2 separate regions of the Zea mays genome follow, and region 2 is linked to region 1. The links are chromatin contacts, called in public Hi-C maps. All regions are on one chromosome and are shown on one strand. The core of a region is the stretch at or near the end of the contact, and the rest is flanking DNA. Distances in the headings are between cores, read along the strand shown.

Region 1 (6,091 bases), core at 2,458-4,957:
AATATTCTTTATTGTCATTATTCAATGCATATGTTTAATTTTGATGGGACCCAATAGATCACCCTAATCTGTTTATCCTTTTTACCTTGTTTACCCCTGAATCACTTGGGTAGTTTTGCTATTGCTCTATGTGGATTTAGGATTAATACTACATTATGTCCATGCTCCAATTATTCTGTTATTCTATTTATGTTCATGTCAAGATCATTATATTTTTAATTGGAACATGGAGCTTAACTTGAGAAACACGTGCCACCACAAGGGTGGAATGGGACGCCCTTGGCTGACTAATTAGGAAAGCTAGTGGAAGACTACCTTACTCGAAAGGGGCAAGGGCAGTAGGGGAGTTGCATGCAAGGAGGTTCTCGGGTTGATTTTGCTGCGATGGCGGTCATACGAGGGATTCTTGCAAGTGCTCTTCCCATAAACTATAGCAGGTTTTTGGAAGCTAGTGGAACTTTGTAAATGCCCCGTAGTGGATCTCTAGTCATTCACCTCGGTAGTGTCTAAGGGCCTTGCAAACCCTGGCGACATGGGATACACGACTTGTGGGTACATGGTACAACATCTGCAGAGTGTAAAACTGGTATACTAGCCGAGCTCACGATCATGAGCAGCTCAGGACTCTCGCATGATTAATTTATGTAACTTAAATTCAATTTTGTCATTCGCATTTGTATGGGATTATTTATTAATTTTCTTCTATTACTTTTATTATGGTTTAGTATTCACTTACATTTAGTAATTGCTAATAAAATTTGACCAACTTATAAAAGCAATGCTCAGCTTCAACCTTTATTTTGTTTATCAGCCTTACACTTCACATGAACTCCCACCTTTGGTGAGTTCATGCCACATTATTCCCCACAACTTGTTGATTGATGAACATGTGTGAGCTTATCCTTGCTGTCTCACACCCCCCCCACAGGAGAAGAACAGGTGGTTCAAGAGGAGCAACACAACGAGGAGTTCGATTCGATCTAGGTGGCGTCTCCTAGTTGACTTTATGGCGCCAAGGACGATCCTTAGTTCGTGTTGTATTTATCTTTTATTTTTGTAAGACTTCCGCTATGTAATAAATACTCTGATTATTGTGACATTTATCTCTATACACTATGTTATTATATATGTTGTCTTCTTTGGCGCATGTATGAGATGCACCCGACTTTGTCCCTTAAATCCGGGTGTGACAACAACCTAATTAGGGTTGTTGGTGAGGCAAATGAAGGGTGAATAGGGTCTGTTTTGTGGATAGGTCGGTTTTGTGGATGAATTGATTTGTCGAGATTGAGTTTGTTGGGTGACAACGGATGATAATGATCAAACTGACCTAAAACAAATCTAAATCAGCAACAAGACCTTGACCTAGGACATGAACTCAGAACAGTGGACTCCAAACTGAATTGTGCAAAGGCTAAGGCAATGGTTTTAGGTCGGGATAAACATATCGTATTTTTGGCGTTTTTGTAGGTTATAGGACGAAAAACGAATCTAAAGGTAAGATTATACCTCACGGGAAACTTGAATCTTTGATACCACTTGATAAAGGATGAGGCCCGATCTTCCGTGAGATACAATAACTTGATTGGGTGGAGATCTCAACATTGATGATCCAAAGCTCCGAACGAATGACTCCTCACAATCACTACACCACAACTCCGTTGGTTATCACCCGTGACACACGAGTGACCTCGCGACGAAGGCTTATCCCTGTAAGCGCAATCAAGAACACCAGCAAGAACAGGAAGAACACAACCAAACCATGTTGATTACGAGATGGGGTCTGACAAGCCGATGACGACAAAACTGTTTGATGACAAAATAATCTAAGCAAAACCCACCCTAATGTGATGACGACTGCGGAATATATAGAGTATTATGGCGTGTGTGACCCTGGTCTCGCCCCTAATGGGCTTCGACGCAATACACGGACCAACGACCCAACAGACGATGTCGCAGTACCAAAACAGAATTGTTTCGACGAATCCCGTTGACTCCGGATGAATTTTAAGGTGGGACCACTTGGGGTGGTTAGATAATCTTGTTATATTTCCATCGATATCTTTTCTGCCACAATCGAGTCTGGATGCGTCCTGGGCGTCCATTTTAGTACAGGTTGGTCATGGACTTGAGATGGACTCGCAGTCGAGTCGGACTTGATGTCCTTCCTGTTGTGGACGCCCTTGCTGCTCCTTCTCAACCCCTTGGCATTTTCCAAGTCCTTGTTGGTCCTCTCCAAGGTTCCTAATCATCAAAACATCAATGACCCCAAGCGTAAGCTCTAAAACACAATTGGCTAGGGTAGAATGTACCTGGATATTTAGCTGTCATGCACGCGATCGTGTTATCGGTCCATACATTGTATGTATAGAAGTGACCTCATCACCTTTGGCACATCGTCACTCCTCTCAAATGGTTTGTCAAGTTAAGGGTCATGTCGTCATGATGTGATCTCTAGTAGATCGCATCAGGGTCATGTGGTGCTCCACCTTATTTTGGTAGATCTTATACTAAGCATTGTTGTTCACAAGATCTGCAGTGATCATGTGTAGAATCAATCTACTATTTCACTTAGGCTTCATCTACATACATGTATCGTTAGATTGGTTGTTGCATTCCACGACATACGACTGCAACATGTGCTAGATGGACTTCCTTGGAGAACCTGATTTGTGTTTGCGTGTATGGGCATCAACTTGTGGTTATAAATGTTCCTAGGTTGTTGGTATGATACATGTTATAGATCTAGGATATCCCTATGAACGGTTCACCGTTTATCTAGCCCTGATTTCAGCATATGGTGTGGGTAATTCTGATGTCTCTCTGCCCTGCTTCTTTGCCTTTGGTTGTGTGCATGACATGCATCGATCTAGGACCAATCATTGTCTAAATCACATTTTAGGCATGGTTATTTACTTTTTGGTCGTTTTCAATGCACATTTATTCACCTATTTTACCCGACTCAAAAAGAGAATAATCGGCTCGAGGAAGTCGATCATTGCGAACAACATGCGTCAATACATATGATCAGATCATAATTTGATGTTTTATTTATTGTTGTGTATCTATAGAACGATTCATCGATCATTGTACACTCTCCCTGATTGATAGGTCAATATATGTGGTATGTTTAGAACCTGACCACCGCTAACACTTAGAGCCGCGTTCAAGATAGACGATCATAGCAGCCACATCTCAGCTCTACTTGTTTCGGCCGTCCGGATGACCACACGTCTGTTTTGCGCTAACTATAATACATTTTACTACTTTTAAAGTATATATACACTTATACTTAGTGAGTGTTTGAATGCAATAGAACTAAGAGTTAGTTAACTAAAAATATACTAGTAGAATTAGCTAGCTAACAAATAGTTAGCTAACTAGTAGCTAATTTACTAAAAATAGCTAATAACTGAACTATTAGCTAGGATGTTTAAAAATTAAATGTCTTTAGCCATTTTTTACCACTACCTATTATTTTTAGTGCACCCCTTTACTTTTCTTTCTTTTTTATAAAATAATGAACGCAACCCCAATCTAACACATGTTGGAGTGAAATTTCACTCTCCCTCTCTCCTCGCCCGCCGCCTGAAAATTTTCGCCTCGTTGTCTCTATTTCTTTTCAGACCGCACCTTTTCAGTGTCCGCCACCACTTCTCCCTTCACAACCCCAACCTCGAAAACGAAGGCGCCAAACCATTCCCCAAACGCTCTCGCGTCCGCCCGACAGCTCGCCTGCCTGCCTCTCCGTCGTCGCCGAGTCCCTCGCCGGCTCTACCAGGCGGTGGCGAAGGCACTTCGGCGGGGACGCTCAACCGCCCCGCGGGCGGCGTCGACGGTCGGTTCCCGGCGGCCTCGCGGAGGTTGCATCCCGTGTCGAATCGAGGTATTTGTCGGTGAGATCCGCGAACCCTAGCGCGTTTCTTATTTCTTCGTTCTGTTTGTTGCGGGTGGGTCGTACTGCGGCAAGGGGCATCGCTGCACGTGGGGGATGGCGCGGTCGGTGCCTCCGCGGATGTGGCGTGGGCTACCTGGCCCAGATAGGAACCGGGCATTGGATTATGGGTGGCACGGATGCTGCGGCGTAATACGCCGCTGCTGGGATCCAGTGGTGTGGGAAATGAGAGAGTTCGGGATTGTTGGGGTTTCTGGGTTGTTAGATTTCGAGCTGCTTTGCCCATTTTGTGAGGTTAGGGTCCAGGGTTGCTTTTGGACTCGTTCACCTTGCGCTTGTTCATTTTGCACAAGTGCTGGGCGGCTTAGTGTGACTCGTGATAGTGTTGCATTGATGCACTGCGCTTGATGTGGGTAACAAAAGAGCAAGTTTCAAGATGCTGCTCTGATGTGGTGTGTTTTCCATTTTCTGATGGAATCATTTCTAGCCAGATTTTACATTAGATTGCCTTTCTCATTGGTCCAAGAACAAGGTGCTCGTACTATCACTATGTACACTCTTGTAATTGTTCCTTATTACTCATTTGTGCCTGGAGCTGTTGGCAGATTGCATTACAAATCAACTTATTTGCACTGTTGTAGATTATTCCATGCAAGAGCTTTACGGGAGAAATGAAAGTTGTGCTTTATTTTCAAGTGCAGGCAGGATCCTACGCCAAATGCCTCTCTTTGATAAGAAACCTTTCTCCTTGCTGGAGCCCCCTAAGGACTTGGATTCAAAGGAGAAGGTGTTCCAAATTCGATTCACGAAGGAGATATTCCGAGATTATGAGTATCCTTTCTGTATGCTGCTGTTGCAGTCAAATTTGCTGTTATCTGTGCTGGAACATTTTTGGCCAATGGTTGTGCAAGTTTTTTGTGCCTTTTGCATTTGCAGGGAAGTAGTTTAGCAATGCATGTTTTGAAGCTTGTATCCTTAACAACAAATCAGAGAATACCTGAAGAGGCTAAACCTTTATCGTCAAAGAGTTTGGACATGTAATATATCTGGAAAATCTAATTTAACTTTTGAAGAAGCTTTGGTATCTGAGCACAAAGCGATGGAGAAGGCTCAAAATTTGCCAACTGAGCTAATGGCTCAAGTTCTTCGGATGACTCAATACAGTAAGTGTTTTTTTTTTAAAAAAATCCGGTACCTCATATGTTGTGGTTCTGGATGGTACACTTACATTTCACATGTTCTTGTTTCAGCAGTAACATTTGTCAAAAATCATTAATTTCATTTAATTATCATATGTAACTTCAAATTACATGTTTGGAAGCTGGAAATTACATGTGAAGTATTGCAAGTAGATCTAAGATTCAGTTAGTGTCATGCAATAGTAAACTGTACTGGAGCTACACTGTTATTCCGAAGCACAATGCACTGCTTGCCAATTACAAAACATCTATGTTATGACAGCAATCTGAATTCTATTGTATTCATGTTTACTTTTATTTCAGGCCCTCTTGGTTTATATGAACTTGTTGATAAGATATATGCTAGTCTGCTGGAAGAAGTATTTGAGGGAATAGAATTACATGCTAATAAGGATGGTAATGTGGCACCTTGCAAGATTTTGAAGATTTTAGATTCTGGTGGCACAAAGATGTGTGAAGTTGGTTGGATTCGGAAGGGTAAGGCTATAACCAACACATCAGTAATCAAAGCTGCAGATCTGTTTTACCGGAGGGCACCTGTTAGCAGGAATACGCTGAAGTTTTTTATTAGAGATGCTACGTCACAAAGTAATCCATGGGTTATCCATGAGAATCTTGCCAAAAAATTTGGCATAACCATCGAGCCCCCTGATAGTGTAATGGTGAGTATCCCACATTTTGTTTCTCATGTATGTTACAAACCTGCAGCAGTAAACTATATTTCTTTCTCTATTATAATGAATATTTGCAGAAGAAAGGGAGAAAAAGACAAGAGAATGAAACTGTTGAAGATGGAAGGAAAAAGCTCAAGACAGGTGATTCAACTGAACCTTAACCGCCTGTAGTGAACTAGCGATGGTTTTCTTCATTGTTAGTTTGTTACAAGCTTCTAATCATTGATCCTCGTATGATTTCCAGATGAAGAACATGCTTATGTGCTGATTAAGTATCCAATAGATGATCTGCTAGTAAGGCCCAATGCAGATGATCCGTCTTT
Region 2 (6,091 bases), core at 1,985-4,484, 130 kb before region 1:
ATTTGACTTCAAGGTAGAATATAGAGCAGGAAGACTTAACACAGTGGCGGATGCATTATCGCGCCGTGATACAACCAATGAATCAGTTTATGCTCTGACAGCACCCACTTTCCAACTGTACAAAGATCTAGAAGAAGAATGTGCACACAGTGAGGAAGGGCAGCAGCTCAGTGCACAGATCAAAGAAGGAAGCTTAGGGGATCCATGGCATACACAGGAGGGACTAGTAATGCATGGCAACCGGGTGTTTGTACCAGGCTCCTCCACACTCATTCCAGCAATACTAGAGGCCGCACATTCTGCAGGACACGGTGGAGTACAAAAGACACTACATAAGCTCAGATCAGACTTCTTCATGCACAAAGACAGGGCACTAGTAAAGGATTGGGTGCGCTCCTGTGTCATCTGCCAAAAGAATAAAACCGAGGCTCTTCAACCAGCAGGCCTGCTTCAGCCTTTAGAAGTACCACGACAAGTATGGGCAGATATTGCAATGGACTTCATTGAGGGTCTGCCAAAGGTCCATGAAAAATCGGTAATATTGACAGTGGTTGATCGGTTTTCTAAATATGCACACTTCATTGCCATGAATCACCCATACACCGCAGCCACAGTAGCTCGAGCCTTCTTTGAGGGCATAGTAAGACTACACGGCTTCCCAAGTTCCATAGTCAGTGATCGGGATCCGGTGTTTACAGGAAACGTTTGGAAAGATCTCTTCAAACTTGCAGGGGTGAAATTGAAGATGAGTACAGCATTTCATCCCCAAACAGATGGTCAGTCTGAAGTAGTCAACAAAACCATTGCCATGTATTTGAGATGCATCACGGGGGATCGACCTAGGGCTTGGGTGGACTGGCTAGCCTGGGCTGAGTATTGCTACAATACATCATACCACTCAGCACTGAAAACAACTCCATTTCGTGTAGTTTATGGAAGAGATCCTCCACCACTTGTTCCATATCAACCTAGGACTACTGAAACTCAAATTGTGGACCAGATGCTCCAGGAACGTGGCCTGTTCCTTGGGGAGGTCAGAGACAGGCTACTACAAGCTCAAGAACAAGCACGCAGGTTTAATGATGGGCGACACCGTGAGCTCGAGTTCAGCATTGATGATTGGGTTTGGCTCCGTCTCCTACATCGAAATGCCCAGTCACTAGTCGACCACCCTAAAGGGAAGCTGGGACCACGTATGCAGGACCATTCCGTGTGATTGAAAGGGTGGCCACTGTGGCGTACAGATTGGAGCTGCCAAAAGGGACACGCATTCACGTCGTCTTCCATGTGGGACTCAAGCCATTTCGGGGCAGTCCCCCCTTACTGCCACCAGCCATGCCACCGATGGAAAACGGTCGACTGCTGCCATCTCCAGAGAAGATTATCAGAGCCCGATTGAAGAGAGGACAATGGCACGTGCTAATGCAGTGGAGTGAAGCAAAGCCAGAAGATGCAACATGGGAGCCCCTGCAGCAGTTCACAGCTTCATACCCTCAATTTCAGCTCGAGGACAAGCTGTTCGTCGAGGGAGGGAGAGATGTTATGACCGGCAATGTGTACAGCCGGAGGTCTAAAAGGCCGACTGGCCAGCCCATTGTAAGGGACGGCGCAGATAAAACATAGAGAGTTATTAGCAATTTCTGTTGCAAACAGATTAGGTATGTCCTAGAAGTAAGGAGTTGTTAGAGGGAGTTTGTTAGGATATGGAGTTTGTTACAGATTAGATAAGTCCTAGAAATAAGGAGTTGTTAGGGGGAGTTTGTTTCAATCAAGGACTATATAAGTCCTATCTCTGTAACCAGGATGGTCAGCGAGAAATTAATCTAAAGAAGAGATTATTTACTTGCCTCTCATTGTGCCCAGCCGTGCGACAGCACGGCGTCCTCTCGCCCCCGTTCTTCCAGCCTGCGCTCTACCCCCACCACTCATGCAACCTAAGGAGTAGAGATCATACCATACGTATTTATCATATCTTTAAATATCTTATACATATTTTAGTTTTGCTTAATCCGTTTTCTAAAATATAAAAATAGATAGAGGAAAGGTGAGACCTTATATAGAGAGGATGGAGAAGCGTCCTCTATATTTAGAAAACGTTGCAAAGAATACCGTTAGAGCATATAGAGGACGAAATCTTCTCTAAATATAGAGGGGTAGATGACCCTTTAGGCTGCCTCCAATAAGAGCCTATGAAGGCTCCTCTCCTCCAAATTTAGGTAATTCTCTCCTCTATCCCCTCCAGCAGGGTTCCCTAAATATAGAGGATGTTCCTCTTTCCTCTGCATATATGGATTCTTTCTACTCTCCTCTATCATATTAAACAAAACTAAGATATGTATAAAACATTTGAGAATAATAACAAATATGTACGCATAAAAATTTAAAATAAAATATGTCTTTAATATGGGTATTTATATATAAAATTGATAACGGTGTTGAAAAGGAACGAGATATAAGAAAAGAATCTTTTATAGAGAACCTACATGGATATAAAAGATGAATATAAAGGACGTTGTTACCAATAGGATGGTACCAGGAGTCAATGTGCAAATGTGAAGCTACAAGATAGGATGGATTCAGAACTCCAAGATTAATTTCACCTATCTTCTCACGTTCTCAGATGGCTGCTAATCAGCTAGAAAAGGTTAAACAAAAAAAATGGCATGTATGTCCCACAGACGACAAAAGCATCGACCAGAGTAGAGCGCATATAAACGAGTTATATTCAACAATCAACATGCTGATATATTGCCCAAAAACTCAATCGACAGCCGATATATTGCCCCAAAACTCGATCAACAACATCGCCACAACACCAGAGCTGACCTCGATTGCTGGTGGAAATAACGAGGAGGGGCATACTTCACAACAAAGAAAAGAACACCCGATACACATCCGAACTTGATCTAACATCTCGCCATCAAATAAGTGACTGGAGAATAAATCCACAGTAGCCCGAACAAAAAAAACCCCAAAATTGGCGCACTACTCGTCATTAGATCAATAACAATAGAATCCACCATACGCACCGGCGGAATTTCTATCGAAAGCTCCAAAAATTCATGATGGGCTACGCAGATTAGACAGAGGAGGAAGAAAAGGATAGAGGATTAATTACTTGCTCGAGAAGAACCGGCGGCGCTTGGCCGCTTGCGCGGCGGGCGGGAGCAGCTGCGGCCTGCGGGTTGAGGACTTGAGGTCAGGGTGCTGTCGATTTATCTCCCGGTGCAAAAAAGGTCGCCCACCGCGGCACGCCGTGTGCCTATCTCCTCCTCCTGTGACGTTTTATAACGGCCCAATTGTGAGGGCGCCGTATCGTAGCGGCCGTGCGGCCGTGCCGACTTCGGAGTTCTTGCCTGCCGCCGCGCGCGTTGCGTGGCCTCCCCGGAGTGCCCCTAGGCCGTCGGATCTGCGTCCGCGCTCCTGCCGACTGCGGGGACACGAGCCGCCTGGCCGGAACAAAAACGGAAGTGTTGGCCACGTCACCCGTACGATGGTTCTTGTTTTTCGGGGACTAGCAGATTGGCTCACGGATGTTTTCCTGGTGTAGTGGTGTTCGAGGACGAGGACGTCCTCTATTCGCTCCAGCAACATACTCTAAACGGTTCTCTAAATTTAGAGAACGCTGCTGGATACTCTATATGTAGAGTTTCTCTAAACGGTTCTCTATCTATTTGAATACTTTAAACAATCGGTTTAATAAAACTAAAATATGTACAATACATTTGAGAGTATGACAAATACGTATGTACAAAAATTTAAAAATTAAAAATGTCTTTAATATATGTATTTATATATAGAGGACGTGATTTAGAGGACGTTGTTGGAGAGAAAGTAGATATAGGAGATGGAATCTTTTAGAGAAAACTGTAAAGGACGGATATAGAGGACGTTGTTGGAGACAGTCTTAGAGATTTGCTGTAGGAAATTCTTCTATCCTAGGCTGTGATATGGATTCCCATTTAGATGTAAATGAAGAAAATTTCATCACCGATTGTTAAGTAAGGACAGAGACAGAAGCATTTCATATCCATATTTTCTGTAGGATCAGTTAAACTTGTATGTATCGATAGTTTTATATAATAGTTAAAAATAAAATAATTATTTTTTTAAGAGATCACTCATTATACAAATATGTTTGTTTTAACATCTGACAATGTATATAAGTGATAATGTTCTGTATTAATAACAAAAATATATATGTACGAACTATAATTTAAGTGGAGACGAGAATCCCCATCGTGGACTTATCCCACTGGAACGGGGATGTGGAGGAAATGTCCTCTTCAAACGTTCGTGGAGATCTCTATGGAGAAATTTTTTGTCACGGAGACAGGGATGTGGAGCTATTCCCCGACAGTAAATTTCCTATTGCCATCTCTATAACATTGTCTCCATGTATATGATCGTGAAAAATACACTATAGATAGAACTATTTGCAAAGAGGAGTTTGAAATATGGATGTGATAAAAGATGTGGTGGAGATTGGCTAAGAGATTGAAGGTGGCGGTTGAGACGGTGGTGGCAGATGGAGCACGGTAACAATCGAGAGGATGGAGTGACGGATGCCATGTGCAAAATGATGAGAGAAGGTGGTGTTAGAAATATAGGCATTTTTTATATTATTTTAATTCCATAAATTAACATTATGGTGATAACATATAAAATATGATTAATCATAGACATCATGATGTCAAATATATCCATAACAATATAGAACATGAGAATATAAAACGTATGAATCATATAAATATAATAAACATACAAATATGGTACATGCAGCATGATGGAACAACTGAAAATAAATAGATAGCAATATAAATAGTGTGACCGTAAAATTACTACAAACAGGTATGGTATATTAATAGCATGAACAGGCATCAGAACAGTCATGATATGATATGGCAAAACAGTTTGGATAAATTCATGGCTACATACGAAACAACAGAGATAAACATATGAAACATATATAATTTGCAGAACGTAAAACAGTAAGGATCTAAATTGATCATCCCCTCTCATGCGCTCCGAGTATCCTAATCCTTGTCTAATTTCTCTTGTCATCCGTACGAGATGGAGACACCAGGAAGAATGTTCGGGCAGTCGCATAGACGCTCCCCAAAAACCTAATTGTCGATTCCCTGTGCAAGGTCTCGATCGGCAAGGGCTTCGGAGGCACCTGCCCTCTCGCTCCTCTGTGCGCGCAGAGTTACGAGATGGAAATACCCACACTTGCTGCTGGACTATGATTTTCAAAGAGTTCTATTCTTGTGCCAAGCGACAGGAGTTCTCCCCCTTTTATCCTTATCGTGGAAGGGAAGCTGAAGGAGAAGGGTCTCGCAAGCGGCAGATCAAGAGACGGGCATCTGAAGGTTTAACCCGGAGTTGAAACTCCCCCGGTTAATGAGTGCTAAAAATTAACACAACCACGCCACGCCCGCTCGCCGCCAGCCTGCCTGCCTCGCCATGCCCGGCCCGGCCGGCCAGCAACGGTGCGTGCGCGTGTGGCAGGCCTGGTTCGTTTATTGACTTCTCAAATTAAGTGGAATAATTCCCACCATATAAGCCAAGCCAACGACCCTTGGAATTCCAATATGGTACTTTTGGTATTCTCCACCATTACACACCATAAAGTTTATTGAATAAATAGGTCAAACCCATAAAAGATCCAACAATCCCCACCAAACTCTAGGGTTTGTAATGATGAAGTATCAGAATCACAATCCTCTGATATACCAGTGTTTTGATGGAGACTGTTAAGTTGAACATCCATCTAGAATAAGAGTTTCACTCATTCACAACTGAACAATGGACTAAGTCTTGAATTGACAGTTTTTGTGCGAAATGAGATTCGCTCAAATCCTTTGCTGATACTAGGCTGCAAAAGGGCATTCCCGCTGTTTAGAAGCATATAAGTCACACTTCAGTGCCTTTCATGAGTATTTAGGGATTACCCAAGTCTCATAGACCGTGACCAGCAGTCTGACTCATATAGGTGTATTCCTCAGAAGATGTTCTGTAGGACAACATCTCACCTTTATAAGACTCTTGGAATACATTAAGGTAAATATCATCCTGCCTTACAGTTAGG

What was found. Hi-C and Micro-C count contacts between places; a contact is called where the count stands out from the background.
Region 2: a Hi-C map of leaf shows a contact between it and region 1, with 2.4 times the contacts expected there. The contact joins the promoter of LOC100193122 here to the promoter of LOC100191667 in region 1. A contact is called at or near these places in 8 of 25 Hi-C or Micro-C datasets (ear, endosperm, leaf and 2 more).

The regions. Positions count from the first base shown.
Region 1 is chr4:122,026,095-122,032,185 of Zm-B73-REFERENCE-NAM-5.0, reverse strand. It overlaps LOC100191667, which reads left to right and starts at 3,707. Exons shown (of 10, transcript NM_001137096.1): 1 at 3,707-3,896; 2 at 4,597-4,726; 3 at 4,886-5,058; 4 at 5,398-5,756; 5 at 5,846-5,909; 6 at 6,013-6,091. The coding sequence starts at 4,614.
Region 2 is chr4:122,156,546-122,162,636 of Zm-B73-REFERENCE-NAM-5.0, reverse strand. LOC100193122 reads right to left here and starts at 3,234. Exons shown (of 6, transcript NM_001138283.1): 1 at 3,119-3,234. It overlaps LOC109946035 (a long non-coding RNA gene), which reads left to right. Exons shown (of 2, transcript XR_002269143.2): 2 at 1,569-1,613.